3 separate regions of the Rattus norvegicus genome follow, and all the other regions are linked to region 3. A link is a contact called in public Hi-C data. All regions are on one chromosome and are shown on one strand. The core of a region is the stretch at or near the end of the contact, and the rest is flanking DNA. Distances in the headings are between cores, read along the strand shown.

Region 1 (3,472 bases), core at 134-2,633, 230 kb before region 3:
ATGCTGGATTGCTTTACTCAACCACCTACCCTACAGCCCTTTTTTCCCCTCCCTACAGGCATCAGTGCTGAACCTCACTTCTCAGTCCTGCTGCTGTTTGGAATCATGGGTATAAAAAGATTGCAGCCTTCTCTCTCTACCTGGCACAGGGGTCTCTCCACCTTTTATACTTCTCTGAAAAACTTGAGTAGTGGGGCTAGAGAGATGGCTCAGCAGTTAAGAGTGCTGGCAGCTCTTTCAGAGGACTGGGCTTTATTTCCCAGTACCCACATGGCAGCTCACAACTGTCTGTGACACCTGGTTCAGGACATCTGACACCCTCAAAAAGGCATGCATGCAGACATACTCCCCCTGCAAACAACAAGACCCATGAGTAGCCAGGTGTGGTGGTGCATGGCCTTATCTCAGAACTTGGGAGGCAAGGCAGAGGCAGAGGCAGAGGCAGAGGCAGAGGCAGAGGCAGAGGCAGAGGCAGAGGCAGAGAGGCAGAGGCAGAGAGGCAGAGGCAGAGGCAGAGAGGCAGAGGCAGAGAGGCAGAGGCAGAGAGGCAGAGGCAGAGAGGCAGAGGCAGAGAGGCAGAGGCAGAGGCAGAGAGGCAGAGGCAGAGAGGCAGAGGCAGAGAGGCAGAGGCAGAGAGGCAGAGGCAGAGAGGCAGAGGGAGAGAGGCAGAGGGAGAGAGGCAGAGGCAGAGGCAGAGAGGCAGAGGCAGAGGCAGAGGCAGAAGCAGAGGCAGAGAGGCAGAGAGGCAGAGAGGCAGAGAGGCAGAGAGGCAGAGAGGCAGAGAGGCAGAGAGGCAGAGAGGCAGAGAGGCAGAGAGGCAGAGAGGCAGAGAGGCAGAGAGGCAGAGGCAGAGGCAGAGGGATCCTTGTGAGTTCAAGGCTAGTATGGTCTACATAAGTGAGTTCCAGGACCAGAGCTACATAGTGAGACCATGTCTGAGAGATAGAGATAGGGGTAAGGGTAGGGGTAGGAAGAGGGGGAAGGAAAGGGAGAGGGAGAGAGAGAACACAGAGAGAGAACAGAGAGACAGAAACAAAGAGGAAATATGAGTACCACAGGTTGTGAGTACCACAGGTTGACTGAAAAAAAAAAGTGTAAAGAAGCCAGAAGATCAAACAGAAAAACACTTTGGTGGTGAGCCCTTTCCTTCTTCTGTTTTCCCACCCAGGTTCTGTCATATTATAATTACATGCAAATCCTCCTGGATTTTTAAATAAGGCACAAATTATGAGCTGAGTGACGGCTTCACAAATAAAGAATATATGGAGTGGAGAATTCTTGTCCCCAGCACGCACATAAAAAGCTATGTGGGTGAGAGGGGCTCACCCGTCTTCCCAGCTCTCCAGAGGCAAAGTCAGGTGAGGCCTGTCAACACTAGGTAGATCAGGGTTCAACTAGAGACCTGGCCTTGTGCAGAGTGATTGAGTAAGACACCTGATGTCAACCGCTGACTTCCAAACAAACCTGCACACAAGTGTACCCACTTACACTAAAATGTGCGTGTTCACATACACACACAGACCGAGAAACACCGATTGTGTGTGAATTGGAGCAGAGAGCTGATGTCATAGCAGTAGGTCTCTCTTATCAAGAATTTGTCCTCTGTGGTTTCTATCACCCACGGTCAATGGCATCATCATGGCAGGTTGAACGTCCTCCTGACGTCATTACAAGGAGTGGTGTAATAGTGTGTGACAACTCCCATGCCACTCACCTTACTTCATTCCTTAACATCATAAAAGAGCTGAGCATAGGACAGTTGGATGTTTTGGGGGAGGAAAGATACAAAGAAACGGTACATAGTATATTGCTACAATCTTAGTGTTCATCTTTTACTGTGCCTAGTGTATCAGTTACATTTTATAATTTAATTGTGTGAATGAGAGAATAGGGACTGGAGATAGACTGCATGCAAAAGAGGAACAATGTTCTTGCCGAGGACCCAGCTTCAGTGGCCAGCACCACAATTGGCAGCTCCCAGGTCCTTGTAACCCCACCGCAGAGAATCTGATGCCCTCTTCTGGCCTCCAGGGGGACTTGAACTCATGAGCTACGCCCACGCACAGATATACTCAACTACACGGAATATTTTTAGAAATTAAAAAAAAAAGTAAAAAGAGCGTATGTAGGTTTTATATATATATATGGCTCAGTACGATCCATAATTTCAGGATCCACCATGGGATTGATTGGGTTGTTAATTTGCATATTGTTTTTCAATGTAGAGTACATTATGGAGGTCTTCCTAGACCAATATATAGAGAGAATACTTACTCAAGGGTTTCATAGTAGCATATATGAAAACTGTGCTTATGTTTCTAGTCAACCCTAATTTGGAAGACTTGTTTATTTTTTTTGCAGTGTGGGGGGAAGTGCATCTGGGGTCTCCCATATGCTAGGCAGGTGCTCTATCACTAAGCTACACCCCCATGGCTTATTTGACAGACGTCCGGCCTGTTTCCAGGTGTTTCCCATCATCAGCAGAGCTGTGACCAGAGTGCATGCAAACAGCGAAGTCTCGGCTTCTGTAAAATGGTTATCTTGAGCTACGGTTGCTATGTGTACCCAATTTTAACACGTATTGGCAGTTTACCTTCCAAAGGGTAGAACGGTTTCCACGGCCGCCAGCACTAGAGGGTCACCTTGGTTACCTGGGGTCCTCTCCTGGGACTTGTTCCTCTCCATGCTAGTTCTCAGAGCTCTTTCACTCTCTTTTAATAACTGATCTGTGAGGTTAAAATGTCAGGGATGTCAGGGATGTCACCTTGCCAGTTGAAAGAAGACCACTTTCTTCGATAGAGTTTCTTCTAAAAAATAATTTTTTGATATCATCAAAACTCTTAAATTGTTTTTTATATCATCAAAACTCTTACTCTTTCTTGGAATGACTTTATTTTAGAAGTGCTGGGAATTGAACCTAGGGCCTCCTGCTTGAAGTCTCAGACTTCCATGGCAAGCGCTTTTACCTGTTATGTCCAGCTATTGTGGGTTTTTAAGTATATGATTCATTTTAAGTTTATTCTTCAGGGCTGGAGAGATGGCTCAGCGGTTTGGTTAAGAGCCCTGACTGCTCTTCCAGAGGTCCTGAGTTCAATTCCCAGCAACCACATGGTGGCTCACAACCATCTCTAATGGGACCTCTTCTGGTATGTTTCTGAAGACAGCTACAGTATACTCATATAAATAAAATTAAATAAATCTTTTTTAAAAAGTTTATTCTTCAGCTACTTATCTTTCGTTTAAACTTTTTTTAGTTTATTTGACTACTGAGAACTTGTAAATTCATAAATAACTTTAGTGAAGGAAACAACCATGTCTTAGTTCAGACCTTACTATGTAAGCCAGGCTGGCCTCAGACTCTCAGAGACCTGCCTGTTTCTACCTCCTGAGTGCTGGGATTAAAGGTGAGTGCCAGCACGCCTGACCGGTTTTACAACTTTTAAAATCATACTTAAACATCTAGGAAGGACAT
Region 2 (3,372 bases), core at 423-2,922, 210 kb before region 3:
AAAAAAAGACATGGAAGTCGAGGAGTCTGCTGGAAGAATGGATTAAAAGAGAAGAAGTGGTTAAGCGGTGATATGATCAGGTACACTAAACAAATACTAATATTTCATTAAAACGTGTCAGCCTGGCTGGGTGTGGTGGCGCATGCCTTTGATCGCAGCACTCAAGAGACAGCGACAGACAGCTCTGTGAGTTCAAAGTCAGCCTGGTCTAAATAGTGAATCCCAGGCCAACCAGGGCTGCATCGGGAGACCTCACCACTACCTAAACAACAAAACAACAGCACAGCTTGAACAAAAAGGTGTCATGTGAGGAGTGGCGTTCTTGGGGGGGGTGACTACCATTTCTGAACCAATCAGCATAAAGGACACACATTGCTCAATGGGTCCCGAGCCATAGTTGGATAGGAGCAAGGTGGCAGGGTGGCTTGAGAAAACAATGGTGCATTGTATGAAGCCTCTCAAGAAGGCATTTGGAATGGCTTCACTATAAGGAAATGGGCCGAGGGCCGGTTTAGCAAGTGCAGGATGTGAACTTGATCATCTCCGGCACCACAAAAAAGACAAAAGGATATGCTTATCCTAATTTAAATATCATAACACGTATATATGTATCAAACAGCATATGGTGCCCTATAAGTATGCACAGTCCTTATGTCTTAACAACTCACTTAAAAGTGAAAACTTAAAAAAAATGAATTGAACAAAAAGAACACGCTCTTGGCCTTTCTAATGTAGAGTGCCAGCCTCCACTGCAAACAGTGGCCCTTGAAAGAGCAAGCTTCGAGGAAGGACAGGCAGGGGGCGTTGTGAAGCCTGTCAAAACTGTGGGCCTTGTCCAAAGGGAAAAAGGACTGCCACTTGTTAGCAGTGCTCAGCACAGTGTGTCTGTCCTGTTTGGAAGTGTTCCCAAAAGGACTTGTGAGGTCTGTGGCATCAAGCACTTCACTTCATCAAGTGAGGAGGCGAGAGCTAGAAATGAGTATTGGGCAAGGGAGGGAGGCAAAGAGGGAGGGAGAGATGGGGGGAAGAGGGAGAGGGAGAGGGAGAGGGAGAGGGAGAGGGAGAGGGAGAGGGAGAGGGGAGGGAGAGGGAGAGGGAGAGGGAGAGGGAGAGGGAGAGGAGAGGGAGAGGGAGAGGAGAGGGAGCATGAGAACAACATGAGGTAGCATAACCATTCATATTCCCAGAGAGCAGCACTGCACAGACAATTCTAGAACAGTGAGCGGTTGGGACTTCAGTTCTGCGCAGTAGTCTAGAACCACAGATGGCTGGTTCTGGACAAAGTCACACTAAAACTTGGAGGAAGGTCACTTTCACTCAGAGCGAATGAGAGAAAGGCTGACTTGTAGCAGAAGGGAGCTGGTTTCAGAGGGTGGTTAATCCTTGTCCAGAGGAGACAGAATGTGCCCATCTTCTGAGGGCTCTCGGAAGCCTTCTTGCCCATGCTTCCTCCTACGCAGGGCTCAGCCCTCGCAGCTGGAATGCATCCTGCTGCTGGGGGCCACAGGTGCCACACACTTCTGGTTGTGCCACAAATTAATCCACAGGGTCAGGATTGTTGCTGGGGAACTCCAGCAGGCAGGGAATTCCAGTGGGTTGGAGACAAGTTGGTGTAAGTGTTGGCGCGGCGCGGCTCACCTGTTGTGTGATTAAGTCATGAGCTGCCGCTTGTTGTCTTTGGGATGAGGCCAGGCAGCATTTGTTCAAGGGAAGAACAAGGCTCTGTGTGCTGTGTGACTGTATCAATAGTCGCGGGCAAACAGATTCCGGCAGAAGAGAAGAATGGAAAGTGGGCGGTGCGGACAATGCAGCAGCTGTGTTGAAAGGTATCTCAGTCAAGAATGGGTTGGTGGCGAGGAACAAAGACCTTAGCCCGAGTAGAAATGGGATCGGTTTGATGGTGTCGGGGACTCTCAGGAAGCATGGAAGGAAGGTGAGGCTGACGTCATGGGAACTGGAGGCCTCTCTAGGAGCTCCTCACTCCCTGACCTGCTCTCTCACCCCTTGGGTATGTTCACCTCATTCCTCTTTCTTGACAGGATGAGTTTCCAAGGCTCCTCATCACTCAGGCCTGTCTGAGGACTGGGGTTGCCATGGTGCTCAGGAGTCTTCCAGCTTAAAAAGTCTTCCGATACTCCCAAGCAAGATACCTACCCAGTGTTCTCCAGTGATGGACCCAATATTTCCAGGAAGGCCTTTAATAGTCTTTATCAACGCACTCAGTATTCTCCAGTGAGGCACTCAGTACTCCCTGTCAAGATGGGCTCTATCAGGAATTCTTTGGAAATGTGTGTGTGTGTGTGTGTGTGTGTGTGTGTGTGTGTGTGTGTGTGTTTGTATGTGTGTATAGGTGGTATACCACAGGACAGGTGTCAAAGGACAACTTGTGGGGTTGATTCTCTTGCTCCACCACGTGGGTCCTGGGAATCGAACTTGGATCTTCAGACCTTGGTGGCAAGTTCCTTTACCTGCTGTCTCATCTTCTTGACCTTAAGGAAGTCTTAAGATGGGTGCTCCCATGGTTCTAATCATCTGGAGCCAGCAAATGTGGCCATAGGGCGAGCTTCCTGTCTCTGCCTCATTGTTGGGGGTAGGTTCTCTGAGAATGAGTAGGGTGGGAGTCAACATGGTAGATGGAGGGAATGACAGACACATGTATGAGCACTGACTGCTGGGTTGGGGTGGACACTGGTATTGATGGTATTTACCTGTACTGACTCTGGCCCCTGGGAAACACACTCTAGGAGGTCAGGATATGGTCTTGGCTTGGGGTAGTAGTGCTTTCTTTAGCCAGTGGTGCATTAAAGAGCCAATTGATACATAAAATGGCTGAGAAACATAAGGAATAGGTAAGATCAGAATCCTGGGCCTTTTAGGGGGCAGATGCTCCTGTGGGGGGCCCCTTGGAGAGGTAGTGATTAGATGGAGTGGGGTTAGGTTAGAGCTCGTGATTAGATGGAGTGGTGTTAGGTTAGACCTGGGGGAGCTCTCCCTGTAGCCAAGCAGGGAGTGATATAAGGCACTTTGGTAAGTTTCATTAATGTAGATGGCAGGGGAGAGGGCCAGGTGGCTTACGATGGCTCACAAGCTGTATTCTATAAAAAGGAAAGGCTGACTATACCCATCATTGACACTGGCTGGAAAGTGGACTCACAGTACAGAGAACAAGGGGCATGGGGTATACCTGAGGAGAGGGGTGGGGTATACCTGAGAGGAGGGGTGGGGTATACCTGAGAGGAGGGGTGGGGAAGATGGAGCTGGAGGGAGTAGCAGAGGGATGATGGGTACAAGATGGGACAACCTCTACCTTGTAAAATACAGATAATGAATGTCACAAAAGCACACGGGGAGACAAAAGAGAAGCATGTCAGA
Region 3 (3,432 bases), core at 802-3,301:
CCCCCCCTTTAACCTGTCAAGTGCAAACTATGTTACTTAAAATACCTGATTCCCATTCACCTCCTGACTCCATCAACAGACCAAATCTGAGAGTCTGGACTGCTTTAAGCAGAGCTAGAACTTTCTACACTGCTTGCCGCATTACTGTGCGAAAGCAAGAAGTCCTCAAAGTCTTCAGCCTACAGTGACAGGCTTCTTTGACAAGGAGCACCAAGCACCCACACCTAGTTCCTGTAATATTTTTATCCTCTAGACAGACAAATCAATGAGATACAGCTGGTCCAAGGTTTGTAAGCGTAAGCAAAACAGTCAATCTTGTGTTCCTTCCACCTTCTGAGGACCCAGCACCGTTCTGACCTCATCGTCCTAAAGCTATTCATTCACTTTAGAGTCAATTTCGATTTTGCTTTTAAGTACACTTTCATATTCTCCTCACCCTGCCCTTTGCCCTAGCATGGAAAGGTCAGCGTATATTTGGAGAGCCATGCTCCAGGACTCTACTGAAATCAAATTTATTTCTCTGGAACCCCAGATGTACAAGATGAACCCTATCCCAAAAGTTCACATTGCTGAGACTGAAAACCTCTGGTCTTCACAGCCATCCTAATTCCAGGTCATTCTCTAGTTTAAAAACCAAATGACTACATATATTTCATTTTGCTGATGGGGACTGATTCTTACAGTCGTGGTCTGCCTGTGAATATTATGGGGTGCAACAAGGACATGAAGACAATATGGTTATCTGGTATTGTTTTTGGCTAAGAATTTGTCTTCTTGGTTGTAGAAATACAAATTAGCCCAGTGACTATGGGAATTAGTATAAATCTCAAAAAATGAAAGCTAGAACTACCAAATGGGTTGGTTACACTAATCCTGAGTATGACCTAGAGGGATCAAACCATCACATGAAGTAGACTCTTGTACGCCCATCTTTGTGTACACTATTCACAGTAGCCATGCTATAAACCTAGCCTAGTACCTATCAAAGGTTAAAGGAGATGTGGAATATAGACACAACGAATCTCTATTCAGTCATAAAGAATGAAATTGTATCATCTGTAGAGAAAGGGGTGGGCATAAAGGTCATTGTACGAAATGAAATCCATTAGACTCAGAGTCAAATGCTACATGTTTTTTTTTTTTTCTTCATGTGAAGAATATAGAGATAAGTAGAAAGACACGAAAGAAAGGGGGGCATTTTAAAGACATTTGCACTACAGCTACAAATGTGACAGAAAGAACTACAGCTATAAATGTGACAGAAATAGCTTGCCAGGAGGTGGTTTCTTGATTTGTGGTTATCTCGTGCTACCCCATGATAACACAGAAGGCACAGAAGGACTCAGTCTACAAGGGTGGAGGAACTTGGCAGGGATCATTTATGCAGAGATGGCTTGGAAGCAGAGGGAGTGGAATCTGAACCAGAAACCTTCGAAGCCCTACTGCTGGAGTCTACTTCTGCCAGCCAGACCCCACTTCTTATGGGTCCACAGCCTCCTAGACCACAGCAGGGATGACTTGAATAGAGGAAGGTGGCCCATGGGACGGAGGAGAGGAGATGAGGCTTAGTGAGGTTGTAAATATGATTTGAGTACACTGTAAATGTATGATAACCTCATAATAAAATCCATTATCTGTATGAACGGTATATACTAATTTAAGGTCTTTAACACTTTGGTCTTGTCACATCATGAAGGGTGACTCTGAGGCATAAAGTAGTGTTGCTGGGACAATAAGGGATCACACTATGAGTGTGGCGGCCTGTGTCTCGGCTGTGGCTTCCACGGAGGCTTGCTGAGTATCTTCTGGAATGTTGCTTCTCTCTTAGGGTGGAGCAAAAGCACCTTTAGGACTTTGCTGGCTTAAACAGAACTTAGTCTAGAACAGGCCCACTCATGAATGAGTTTGGAAAGTTACTAAATCATAAGAAAGTAGGAAGGAGAAACCGCCAGAGCTCTGCCCTTCCACTGCCTGCTGCAGGCGTGCCCACCCCTAACATGTGCTTGCCGTGTGACCCACTTCCTTCCCTCTGCATGGGCTGCAAAGCTAGCTGTTGGGAAATGAGGAGGTCTGGCAGGCAGCAAGGCCAGCCAGGGGTGAGGCTCTGGGTGTGTGAAGATGGGCTGGCAGAGGCAGCTCTTTGGCATTTGTCCTCAAAATGAAGGCTAGGGATGAGCAGTGACTCAGTCGGTACTCTGCGCTCAGAGGCTCCACATTTGCACACTCAACCGACCGTGGATTGAAAATAACAAAACCTTGTCTGTGTACTAAACATGCGGTTATCTCTCGCCATCATTCATTAAGCAATGAAGAGGTGATCTGAAGCAAGTAAGTAGTCATGCTAGGTCATAGGAGGACACATCCCCAGCTTACGACGTGCTTGTGCATCTAATGCATTCTCTGCCTCTGGGGCCAGAAGAGGGCGCTGGATTCCCTGGACCCGGCATTATAGCCAATTATTAGCTGTCATGTGGGTGTACGGAATCCATCCAGAGTCCTCTGGAAGAGCAGCCAATGCTCTAAACCACTGAGCCATCTTTCCAGGCCTCCAACTACCGAAGTTCCAAACAGCCAATCAGCCTTTGTAGAATGCTAGCCTAGACATTGCTTCTTCCTGGGAGCTCTGGTTCACAGGGAAAACAGCACAACCTTTCCTCTTATTTTGTCTTTGCGTCATTTATACTGTTTTTGCTTGAGATAAGCTCTCCCTAAGTAGCTCAGGCCACTCTCAGTTACCAGGATTATGTGTGTCCATCTCTGTGTGAAGACTAAAGGGGCCAAGTTGGAAGTAGGCTCCACCGTCAGATTCCACATAGCACGCCGTTTTGAACAACTATCTAACCAAGGCATGTTCCCACCTAAAGAGGCCATACAGGGAGCACATAACCATTTACCAGTTAAGAGCCAACTTATGACCTGAACAAAAGAACTATCAGTCCAATCTCACCTAGGCCAAAGTTAAGCCGGGGGGCTCACTACCTCTCTGTGTCACTTCCTCATGGGTTGAACTTCTGCCACACTTTGTTGAAGAAAGACCTCAGAAGCCATTGGCTTTGCTCTAGACTGTAGTAAGCAAAGCCATGCAGATAATTCCATCAGCCTGCAAGTTTGCCTTTCCCTAGACTTGATAGGTGCCCACCTGGGCCAGGATTGCTTTAACACTGCATAGCACAAAGGCTTCTGGGAGCAGAACTACTTAGGAGGATTTCACAGACTCAAAGCCAACTCCTCAAAGATCATAGGATCCGTCGGGTCACAACTTCACCCGTGGCCTAAGGTGGTCACTTGAGTCACAGATGAAGACTATTTATAGGTAACAAACATGACTGGGAAATGCCAACACTCCAATGTGTTAACACTGCTGTCACATTCTTAAGTCCCTGAACTTCTCAGAACCATGAAGTATATAGCTGCCGGTGTCCAGTGGAAGGT

Evidence for each region. Hi-C and Micro-C count contacts between places; a contact is called where the count stands out from the background.
Region 1: a Hi-C map of liver shows a contact between it and region 3, with 4 times the contacts expected there. The contact joins two enhancer-like sites. A contact is called at or near these places in 2 of 12 Hi-C or Micro-C datasets (Schwann cells and liver).
Region 2: a contact with region 3 is called in a Hi-C map of liver, with 3 times the contacts expected there. The contact joins two enhancer-like sites. A contact is called at or near these places in 2 of 12 Hi-C or Micro-C datasets (Schwann cells and liver).

Annotation. Positions count from the first base shown.
Region 1 is chr17:27,344,273-27,347,744 of GRCr8, forward strand. The region is part of intron 2 of Tpi1l2 (triosephosphate isomerase 1 like 2); the gene reads right to left. Among named protein-coding and RNA genes, the nearest start is that of Rreb1, 140 kb to the left of the region's middle. Within about 2 kb of position 1,384, at least 3 of the 93 cell types and tissues checked have an H3K27ac peak or open chromatin away from gene starts, as enhancers often do. A contact at or near this core is called in liver, where this site is marked.
Region 2 is chr17:27,365,764-27,369,135 of GRCr8, forward strand. The region is part of intron 2 of Tpi1l2 (triosephosphate isomerase 1 like 2); the gene reads right to left. Among named protein-coding and RNA genes, the nearest start is that of Rreb1, 160 kb to the left of the region's middle. Within about 2 kb of position 1,673, at least 5 of the 93 cell types and tissues checked have an H3K27ac peak or open chromatin away from gene starts, as enhancers often do. A contact at or near this core is called in liver, where this site is marked.
Region 3 is chr17:27,572,235-27,575,666 of GRCr8, forward strand. The region is part of intron 1 of Tpi1l2 (triosephosphate isomerase 1 like 2); the gene reads right to left. Among named protein-coding and RNA genes, the nearest start is that of Ly86, 120 kb to the right of the region's middle. Within about 2 kb of position 2,052, at least 10 of the 93 cell types and tissues checked have an H3K27ac peak or open chromatin away from gene starts, as enhancers often do. A contact at or near this core is called in liver, where this site is marked.